2 separate regions of the Danio rerio genome follow, and region 1 is linked to region 2. A link is a contact called in public Micro-C data. All regions are on one chromosome and are shown on one strand. The core of a region is the stretch at or near the end of the contact, and the rest is flanking DNA. Distances in the headings are between cores, read along the strand shown. Region 1 holds the start of prickle2b (prickle homolog 2b). Region 2 has its middle 52 kb from the start of prickle2b.

Evidence for each region. A called contact is a pair of places that touch in the nucleus more often than the background predicts.
Region 1: a Micro-C map of caudal fin shows a contact between it and region 2, with 1.9 times the contacts expected there. The contact joins the promoter of prickle2b here to the enhancer-like site in region 2. A contact is called at or near these places in 2 of 18 Hi-C or Micro-C datasets (caudal fin and an unstated tissue).

The regions. Positions count from the first base shown.
Region 1 is chr11:21,524,122-21,529,817 of GRCz12tu, reverse strand. It overlaps prickle2b (prickle homolog 2b), which reads right to left and starts at 3,645. Exons shown (of 8, transcript NM_183343.1): 1 at 3,614-3,645.
Region 2 is chr11:21,470,988-21,477,199 of GRCz12tu, reverse strand. It overlaps a transcript of prickle2b not described here. Among named protein-coding and RNA genes, the nearest start is that of prickle2b, 52 kb to the left of the region's middle. Within about 2 kb of position 1,834, at least 7 of the 62 cell types and tissues checked have an H3K27ac peak or open chromatin away from gene starts, as enhancers often do.

The DNA of each region.
Region 1 (5,696 bases), core at 2,396-4,895, 51 kb before region 2:
ACCAGAGATTTCAGTTTACAATGCATTCAATTTCAGAGAGAGAACAAAAAAAGATATTCAATTTTAATTTCATTCTATCTTAACAGCCAAATGACACTCCAGGATAATATAACTCAAAAGGAAGACATTCCTTGGCATTAGTGAAGTCAAATAAGTCAAGAGCATGTTGGAAAACACTGGGATAGGACACAATAGTTCATTATAAATATTTAAAGAGAAAGAAACAAAAACAATCTATAAATGGATAAAGTGCTTTTAGACTTGCACAAACTGAAAGTTGTTTAAAAGCATCTCTCGGAATCAAAATGAATGACTCGGACATTAGATTGGAGGTTCTGTATGAGGTGATATAGAGAAGACTTATATATAGGGCACACACCTGCTCTCTCCACAGTTCCTACACCCTTGAGCAAGGACAATTCACCTGCATTACTTAAAGGGGGCAACTTTGCAATTCGCATTAATATTGAACACTCACAGGAACACAAAAAACCCTCCAACAGTTTATCTGTGAATACCAAACACTACTAAGAAACTTATCCACTGCCTGCGATAATGCTCAGACATTCTGTAGAGCAAAACTACTCATTTAAAAAAAAAAAAAAAAAAAAAGATTTCACTCGTGAGTGCAGTCTTCAACCATAACACTTTAACCAATCATAACCAATAATACATGCAGCATATCTGAAAAGGATTAACCTATTAAGCTGTGGCGGGTTTTCTGGGATGACTTTAAAAAGAGTTCCGTGGAGATGCCGGTCTGGTCCAGATAAATGATCTGGACTAAAATGAGGTCACCGTAATTCCCTTCTCAACCGCACAGTAAAGGATAGAATAAAACTCCTTCCACGTTTTGACAGGCTTCACACATGACTGCAAATTCCAGGCTCAACACCACTGCACGCTCCATCGATAATGCTCTTCCAATCATCTAAATGTGATTTGAATTAAAATGGATGCCGGGTTGCAACTATGCATGCTGATTTTATTACAAATGTCATGCTCAGACCTGGTCAATGTGATCTACAAGCATGCGCTGAGAGCCTTTGGAAAGGTTTTGTCCAAGACTGCAAATATGGAAGACTGGGAATGTAATCTAGGGATGACACAGAAGGTTGTTATGCCCCTGAGGCGCCCAAGCGGAACGGGGTAAATGTGATTTATGATCTGATCGGACAATTGCTTATTGTGGGTTAATCATTGCATTTTTAAATTGTTCAGACAACAACAGATGTGGACTTATTGTTAGCTCGAGGAAAACTTATCCCCTTAAAAACCAGGCCTGTGCCATCATCAGACAATCTCATCTAATTCTTTTTAACAATAGCCTATGGCTAGACACAGTGGCATTGTCATGTTTAATAAAGCTGTCATTTAAAAAAGTGAGAAACGAGGTCTGCTGTACCCAGGGTTCCTACATCTAACTAAAACCAAACCATTTTAAAAGAATGCTACTCGAAATTAAAATAACAGTCTGTAGCTTTAGCGAAATTCCAGTCTCAGATGAGGCTCCCAGGCTTTTCCATGGCATCATTCCGGATGAATTAAACAACCTTTTTTTTTAAAGGGCAACACACAGTGAAGAAGCTGGTCACAGCTGGGTGCTACTGAAAGCCAATTCACCATCTATTCTCACTTAGCTTTTGTATATTTGCAACTCTGTATACTTTTCCCACATTACACATTGGCGTTCTTCAAAAAGCCAGCTAACTGAATTCATATTCAAGCATTGTTTTGGGGTACTGAATTAGTTTGTGCTTCAATAACACAGAATACAGGGCAGCTGTATTCACAGGAAAACTTCAATACTCAAATTTCTGAGCTTTCATGATGTTAAAAGCTACCATAATATAAATACTGATACAAGTAATTGAATGGTGAACGATGACCTACTACTGTATGAAGTTAGACGGATGAATAAATCAATTATTTGAGGAAAAAGAAATCAGTTTAATGGAGGCTGCTTTAAACGGGTGAGGGATGCAGGAGGAACAGATATTGATCTAATTGGAATAGTGCTGTAAAATAAGATGGATTCAGCCTGGAGTAACTTCCCATTGACAGCAAGTGAGTGAAGCTTCTCAACAGTAATGGAAAGTCCATGCCATTTTGCAAACTGGTTTCGATGAATGGTTAAAAAAAATCTGTTATTTTCATGTCACTGTGTAACTGCATTTCATCCTCGACAGCTGATTATGTAACCAACTGTTTTGTTTGATTTGACAAAACTCATACAATGAAATTGTACTTCGATTTGACCATTGAAGACATTTACACAACATCAGTGAAATCCTAAAGGTTATTGCATAAAAAATACAACTATGAATCTAAGACCAACACTTGGTATTAAGATGTGTTTTAGTCAGTCAGATCACAATCAGATGAGCAAAACAAATCCATGATTATGTTGTGTTTAAATCCATCTTTGTCCACTTTTAGCCACTTTTCTTATTTCATCAAGACTCTTCAATCTCCTTTAGCAAATTAAGTGCAGTTAGCATGAGCTTGAACAGAGAAGACAGGATATTGTATGAAGAACAATAGCTGCAAAACAATGTTTGAACCCTCCTTGACATTTTTCATGTTCACACTTACAATTTCAGGCAGCCAAATGCACATTCTCTTTGGATAGAAAACTTCAACCCACAATGTTTAAGAATTAGGTCAGTGTTTGGCGTTTTGGATCCTCTTTACACTTGTGCATTATTGTCCACTTGTGGTTGAAATACGAAAATGAATCGTATTGCTATTATTACCCTTGCTTTGCATAGGGCTTCTGATATGCCTGCCCGGCTTTATTCTGCGATAACAACCGGCTGAATGTACAGTATCCCTTACTCATTACTATAGATTTTTTTTTATCTGTCACCATAGTTATAACTGGCATGTATATTTTCATAGAATTAGAAAGCTCATTAAAAACTGCAGAGAGATCATTGCATCATGGCATTATCATATTCAATTCCTGACTCTAGTTTCTGAAGCAGAAGATTACTCGGTTTAATGAGTGAATTTATGACCCAAGAACCCACTTAAATATATATATAAAAAACAAAATATGATGTATTTATACAATATCCATAAGCAATGCGAATCAAAAGCAATGCGAATGTGGGCTACTTGAGGTAAAAAAAAAAAAAAAAAGCTAAAATAAACATAACGCCTATATCCAAAATCAGCTGCAATGGCTTTCTTTTTCTTCTTGGCATTATTCTAAACGTTGTCTTTTTATGTGTTAATCCAGCTAAACAACACCAAATAAAGACTTAATCCGATTGACATTTCAGGTCAACGAGCAATGACTAGATACAAGATAGTTTTATAGTGAAAACTTGTATCAAACCCGCGTCTTTCACAGTCATTTGTGCACTTTTATTAGATCAAATCAAACATGTATAGAAGTATAAGCAACGAAAAACGACTAAGTTACTCTCTAATAAACTAAACTGTACATAAAGTATGTGCGTTTGATGTAGCTATAAAACCAAGCTCATAGGTCAACTTTCTCGAAAAACCTCCTCGACCACATCACGCAGCGCACGAAAAAAAAGTCACCACGCAGAGTTCAAACCGCAAACCCGATTAAACTAACAAAAGAGCCACAAACACTCACCTTTTACCGTGAATGAAGACGGGAGAGTGCGGTGTCGCTCGTCGTGGATCGACCAAAGCACGCGCTACACATTTCCACCGCAAAAAGCGTTCATTTGGCGCACTTTCACTTCTCCACAAACAAGCGCTCGCAACGATTCAACCCGCAAGTCTTTGTCAAGCGCTCCTGGCCGCCAGCATTCTAGTCCGCGCAAAGGTATGTTCCTGGAAAGGCATGTCTCAAGCTCTGATACTTTTGATAAAGCATGTATAAAAACGGCAGGGTCCCCGCAGATCCAGCGTGACTCTCCGTGGTTTATCCAGCAGTAAAGCCATGAACAGCCTGCGCTTCTTCCTCTCCTCGTCAATAGCAGGCTGTGGAAGCTCAGTGAACCGCTCAGTGTGACTCTCTTGTGTTCGCTCTGCCCACTCGAGCTTGTGAATGTTAATGAGCGTCCGTGATGTCAGCAAGTCACCGTCTCTACATTAGTTTAATTAGCGACGCGAATAGCTGGTGTTGTTGGAATCATTTACATGCAAATCAGTCACTTTCCTTAACTGTAAAGACCCGAGGCAATACACGCATTTCACAGGGAATAAAGAGAAAAAGGAAGCAGGGTAAAGAATACTGTTTATGTGTAAATAATGTGGAGACGTACAAAGGGGCTGCTGTGTTTATAAATTGGAGACTGTTATGTGTGACAAACCTAAACACGTAATTAGCACTTTACTTAATATATTAATCAGACATCTAGAAAGAATGTTTATTTTGTAAAAACAGCGAGGAATCCTTATGTCACTTATTTGTTGATTGTCAGTTTGCAGTTATTTTGGAAAGACTGATTTCTGATTATTCTACAATAAAGAGATACCATTTAATGCAAAATATTTTTTTTGTTATTTTGAAAAGGGTGATAAAAATGAACAGTTTTATTATTTTAAATGGTAAATTCTTTATCCACAAATGTAGACTTTCACAATCCCCTCCTTTATACAAGGTTTTTGTCAACAAACTAATTCTGTTAATGAAGTCTCTTAAAACTGTAAAATAAAAATTTAAAAGCTCTGTCTATTGTAAGCTATAATGAATCTGTTTTTAGCGTCTTATGAAGGTCTTCCATTTGTTTTGTTTTTTTGTTTGTTTGTTTTGTGTTTTTTATTTTAATTTAAATTTTTCTTGGAAATTTTGTTGGTTACCTGTTTTTGCTGTATTTGTATATTACTAATGCACAAAAAGAAAAAAGATGTAGGTCAAACTAGCTTAATTATTTCAAAGAACTTTAATAAATAAGTAATGATAGTATTATTACTATTATTCATTCTTACATTCATTTTCTTTTCAGTTTAATCCCTTATTAATCAGGGGTCGCCACAGTGGAATGAACTGCCAACTTATCCAGCATATGTTTTACGCAGCGAATGCCCTTCCACCTGCAACCCATCACTGGGAAAGCCCTAATTTTATTTAATTTATATTTAAATTGTTTATAATTTTCCTGTAATGACTTATATTTTTGGACACATAGTATTCCTATCACTGCTCCAGGGTTGTGTTCATTGTGTTTACTGCTGTGTGTGTTCACTTGGATTAAATGCAGAGCACAAATTCCAAGTATGGGTCTCCATACTTGGCCAAAAAACATGACTTTTGACTTTCTTTCGACTTATTTTTATTACTATAATTTTTATTTAAAATGATAAATAATAGTTATTAATATTATTAATACAAACATTAATTCATTTTCCTTATACCGCATATGTTTTACACAGCGGATGCCCTTCCAGCTTTAACAGAGTACTGGGAAACACTCATACAATCTCACATTCACACACATACACTACAGCCAACTTAGTTCTTTTAATTCACCTATAGTGCATGTCTTTGGACTGTGGGGGAAACCAAAGTCCACACAGAAATGGCAACTGACCCAGCCAAGACTCAAACCAGCGACCTTCTTGCTGTGCTAATCACTGCGCCTAATATAAACATAGAACATTTAATCACGTGACAAAACTTATGAAGATGAGATTTATTAATTTATTTTATTGCATAAACTTATTGGAGTGCACGCTATTTTCGTTTTTCTGTTTCGGTTTCATGGCAA
Region 2 (6,212 bases), core at 585-3,084:
AATTTAAAAGAAGTTTTGAGATGGATTATAGGTGATTGAGTTTTGGCCAGATTGAGTAGCTTTACTTGGGCGTAGTGAAACTAAAACCTGTTATAAATTATTTAAGACCTACAACACAATATTTCAGTGAATTTAAGACTTTTTAAGTGGGCCATGAAACTCGCCTCTTTCAGTTCAAGTCTACCTCAGAACATTTTCAAAAAATGCTTCGAGTTGGGCGTGGAGCTCTGTGAGCAGGAGGAGGAGTAAGTGTGGCATGAAGAGCAGGGGAAAAAGAGGGGAGAGAACTACTGTCAGATGGCTCACAAAATGAGACACAAACCGTGGGGAGACCCATGATTTTAGAGTTTACATAGTTAAAATGCAAAGGAATAAACAGCAATTCAATTCCCTGCTACACATGTTATTCGTAATTTCATATGCACATAACAACAATTTGTTATATTATTATAAAGATATTTGTGTTTATATAAACACCTTGCCCTGTCTATTTCAACCATTAGCCCTACCGGTAATCTGGAGGATTTTAAACATAGGCAAACACAGCAGTTCGCATAAAGGCAATGTGTCTGAATGGTAACAAACTCAACTGATAAAAGACAAAGCCCGCCATTCTCCAATTCTCGTACATCTCTCCCAACAAAAATGCTTGCTGAAAACCAACAATTTTGCTGTATCGGCCCTGACAGTATCGCGGGGAAAAACATGCAACAAATCCCCCCTCCAGTGGATCATGGAAAACCACATACGACCCTTCAATAACAGCTAAATACTATGTGCCGTGCGCAGAGTCCATGGATGCGGTCTCACCCAGTCATTGGCTCTCACAGCTTGACAGGTCTGCCTTCCTTCGGACAGCACATAATGTCGTGAATAATTAAGAAGAAGGGTCTTCATATAAGATAAGAAAACTCAGCAATGAATAATAACGAGAAACCAAACACAACATCACTGGACAGGCAGATTCGCGCTAAGTCACAGATTTTGATCCCACTTCAAAAATGATTTTAAACCCAGAAGCTGACAAAAGCTCAAAATTATCCTGTTTTCCCCACAATTAAAGCTGACAGGTGTTAACACTGTCTTCAATGATGCTCAACACACACAAATCTGTTAAAATCTCAAAAAAAAAAAAGTACTCAAGGGTTTCTTAAATCTTGTGACCCCGCAGACACCCTGACCAACATTGTCAATTTATGAGCTACTTTTAACCTTCAGGTTTTTTGTGAAAACAGTGCCAAATGTTTATTTTTTTCTTGCTCTAAAAATCACTATTACATTAATATATAATGTAAAAGAAAAAAAGAGAACCATCCTTCTTTATTAATTTATTAAATAATTTGCTGATATTTAATTCTCAAAAAAGCTGGAAATAGGCAAACAGTATTAAAAGATGTCCCAGGACACTGATGACTCAAAGTATGTGCTCATGTGCTAAACAAGCCCAAAGCAATTCTTAACAATTACAGTTTGTGAAGGAAAATAAAAAAAAAAAAAACGCTGTACAAGTATGACTCTTCATCCAGTGTGCATTTGCAGGCTGTGTTGCAACAGTATTCAATAAAAACCGAAGTATTTTTTTGGTGTCCACTGTCATTTCCTTTCATCATTCTGCCTCTTACTCTCCGCAACCCTCCTTTCTCAGCCAGTCTTTCTCTCTGGCATTTCCCCCGTCTATCTTTTCCTCATTCCTCAGCGATGGACAGAAGCACTTGTGTTTGACTGACGGCTCCTCAGAATAGCAGCTCTCTGGCCAGGAGGTGTTGGAGGCAGGCGGTGGGACTGCTGAGTATCAGTCTGGTTGATTTGGCCGCCTGCCTCTGTCTTACAGGATGGGGGAAGGGGGTGTCGCAACATGCCGCAATTTGATATCCTTGACACCTAAACAATGAAAGGCGCTGTGATTCAAATTTGTTCCTTTATGCAACACCTCTATCTTGCCCACTCAAGTACGTCATGCTTCACGTCACAGAGAAGAAAAAGATGAGCAATCCTTTTTTTGAAGTATAAATTTAGTCGCATTAAACGAAGACATTGATTCATGGTGAAAAATCAAGCGTAAGACTCCTAGGTGCAGTGAATGTTGAGGACTGGAAGAGAACATGAAAGTCTTGTCTTAACATATTGTTTTTCATTATAATTTTTTTTTTTAAATCTGAAGATGTCGAACTGAGAAAAAAGCTTTTATTAGATTGTATGATTACAGATGTGACACTAATTTTAACAAATATATTAACAATTGGTGGTCAGCTATATTTGAGAAACATTCAAATTATTATTGTCTTTGTACTAAATTGCCAATGAAAAAAGAAACAAAATGTTCAACATTGATGTGGAATAGAGTGGAGGAACTATGACATCAATTTGTATGCAAAAACCCAGAAACGAGTTAGAATTTAGCAGTTACGGTTTCCTTGGTCCTAAAGTCAAGTCGATTTTAGTTAAATCGCTTAAATAAGGTTTGTGTCTAACACAAACTCAAGATACTTTCATGCTTTATTCTACGAAATAAAACACATCAGTTACATCTCGCTCTTGATTTTTTCAAAATCGGTTATGCTTCTTTAAAAAGACGGTTGCTATCAAGTTGCTAAATGGGACTACAGGCGGTGTCGGAGACATTATACATCATCGAGCTGATCTGGTTTGGATTTATATTGTGTGTAGATAATGCCTTGACTTGTAAAGACCGTCAAGACAGATTAATTTGTTGATCCTATATTTTAATTAAACGACATTATGAAGATACTACTCAACAGTGCAGCCTGTCATTTCCTGTTCTCAATAATGCAAACTTGTAAATAAATGTGTAAAAAAACGCATACATAAAAAGCGATCCAAAATGCACCTAGGTCTATGTGTTTTTGCGTAATTATTTGCTTATAATATATATTATATTATATTATAATATATAAACATAAAGATATAAACAGATATAACTAATTTCATAGAGATATATACATAAAGATATAAACAATATATAAACAGAGAGAGTAAATGTTTGACATGGACCATATTTAAAAAAAAAAAAAAGCTTGTAAAGTTGTCTGTAGCAGGGTGGTGCTGAAGTCACAAGCAAGCGCTGCGAAGGCACTATAGTTCATTTATAGCCTAATGTCAGCTTTTCAATTCTTGCTTTTGCATTTAAGACAAAGAAGTGCTCAAAGTTGTAATTTCATGTGAGGATTATGTGGTTGGACACAACGTGTAAGTGTAATGAACTGTGTTTGAACACAGAGCTTATTATTTCCAATCTTCAAAAAGCCTATGGGAAAATCCTATAGGGATTTTTTTGAGAGAACCAGTTTTTTGCTTGCAGATGATTAGCCTACAAGGTGATGTCACAGTTTGCCCATGCTATTAGCATTATTTGGATGTTCAGACCAGGCTCTAACTTGACTAAAACATCAACAACTTTCCTTTGTGTTTGGCATGGTGCTGGCCAAGAGAGTGATTCTAATGGAGTGGAAATCCACAACACCTCCAAGTTTTTTAAATGGTTAACTGAAATGGTTTCTGTCCTCAAGCTGGAAAGGTAACATTTCTATTTCTCTAGATTTGGCAAACAGAAGATGTACGCTAAAATATGCCCCCGCCCCTGCTCCTCCTCAGATGTATATATATATATATATATATATATATATATATATATATATATATATATATATATATATATATATATATATATATATATATATTTTTTTTTTTTTTTTTTCCTGTAATGTTTTTTTGCTTCTTCCTTTTTACATGTCATTCTATTTTGTTTCTCATTCCATTAGTCTGGCTGAGATTCCTTTAATGGTGCTGTATAATTGCTGTATTGGATGCTAGTGTTTTGGTGCTTGTTCTAGTTGGTATCATGTAAAAATTTCTACGAATAAAGTAAAAAGAAAAGTTCATGATAATCATTTTAAAACATTTGTTAAATTACTTTAAGGAATCATAAAAAATCCAAAGTTATAAAAATAAAAAGTTATTGCTGTGAACTAACAATTGCATACAATTGTTCAGGCATTAACCAGATTACATACAATCACAAAAGCACACTTATCAAAATATTGACAAAATTTCTAACTAGTCAATAAGAGTAGACCACTTTTAAGCCCACCATTTGCATCAGAATGGTGAATGTAAATTAGCCAAACATAAACAAAAACTTAGAAAAGAAATACGGAAATTCTGGCAGTGCACTCAAACTGTGTTTAGCAAAAGTGAACCTGAAAGCGAAGTCAACACAGAATACAGTTTTACATTAATACATTAATCTAATTAAACAATTTACTGTCTCTTTACGATATCTCAAGACAATTCATAATGTTTTGATTTATTGGCTAATGCGTATGATTTCATACAATCTCAATCACACATTTTAGTACGATTTGATCATCTTCCAATGTCGGTTGGGTTTAGGGGTGGGGTTTGGTGCCACACCTCCTTTTAAAAATCTTACATGTTTGTACAACTCAACTCATATGAATTTAACTGATTTTGCCTTTCAACTTTCCTTGTAAGATCAGGCTGAAAATATATACAACTCTAAAAATGCTGGGTTATTTCAAACTAATTCTGGGTGTAATAGAGACCCAACAGCTGGGTTACTTTTTTTAATTAATTAATAGTTCTAATTTTAACTCAATGTTTGGGTTAGTCCATATTTTATCTGGATTTATATGGATTTTATTTTAAAATAATTTTAAATAAATTCAACATTGCCTGGAGTGTATATATCTGTTATTTTTTTACAAAAGTTTTGTTTGTTTTTGGCATGAAAGTAATCCCACATGCCGGAAACATTAGCATATGTCTAAACGCTTTTACACATCAACAATTGTACACTGTAAATCATTTCTGCTGCCCTAAATTTTGTAGTTGAATCAAATCTTTTCTAGTCATCTTAACTTACATTACACAAATATCTAAAATATTAAGTTAAACTTTATTTAACCTAAACAATTCGTTTGAAACTGGATTAACTGTTTTTTTTACAGTGTATATTTGCCATTTAAAAGAATAATAAAAGAAATAAAGTACGATAAACATGATAATATTAAAATAAAAAGGAAAATGGATTTAAAAATATAATAAATCTGTCGACTGTGCATCAAAAATTGTTTTGGATTTTAGCATTTTCACTCTGCCCCTTCATAACAAACTCAACATTCGGAAACACTTTACTGTTATCTTTACTGAGTTGTGAGTTGTTAAAGTAATAAAAATAAAACAGAAGCGATGAGGCTGTTATTGAAGAATGGGGGAGTGCAAACCACACTAGATATAGTGACAATACCTTGTTTTACACTTAGGGTCAAAGGGAGTTTGGGAAAATTTTCATAAAAATCTAATTGCCACTGCCTCTGACAAAAAGAAGGAAAAAACAGAATCATAAAAGTAACAAAGGCTTAAAGAATTAATGTAAACTGATAAAAATCATTATTTGAAGTATACTACGGGGAAAAATGTTTAAAACAAAAAACTAATTCTAAATTCTATATTAGTACTCAATGCAATCTTGTAGAAATTATTTTACTTACGATGTTTTGCTATATTTACAATAACTCTTACAATCATTCTTCTGATCTGGGGTTAATTTTCTACTCAAAAAGGCACATTACTAAAAAACATTGATTGTTATCATAACTGTGTATTGTGCATCAAGTATTGAAGTCTCTGTGTTTAGTTAGGTGCTTTATTATTTCATTTATGTCAGCATGTTATCATATTCTAACAACAAATACTGCTGCATTGTTTACTTAAATGTTTTTAGTAAAGCATGCATAAAGAAAAATCTGTGCTACATTTTTTAGTTAAAAATACAAAGAAAATAGGATACTGGAAGCAAAGTATTGCAAAGTAAAAGTCAATTTTGTAATTTATATTGTTTTGCATAACCTACACTTAATTCCATACATACAATTTCATACACACACACACACAAAAAAAAAAAAAAGACAACTTTTAACTCCTGTTTTATTTCTGTGAATTAAAGAAAAAATTCTGAAGTGGCCCCTTTAAATGAACCAGACTCATGACCCTTTGTTTAACGACGCTTTAATATAGTGTGTTTATACACGTATGGGGCATTAAAGAGGGCCATTATGAATCACTGATCCATGACTCGAGTGCCGTCTGGGTGACGAACTCAGATCTCCTGGAGTCCTGCATGCTGAGTTTTGATTGGCTGTAACTGGGAGAGCAGGAAATAGAGCAAGCAG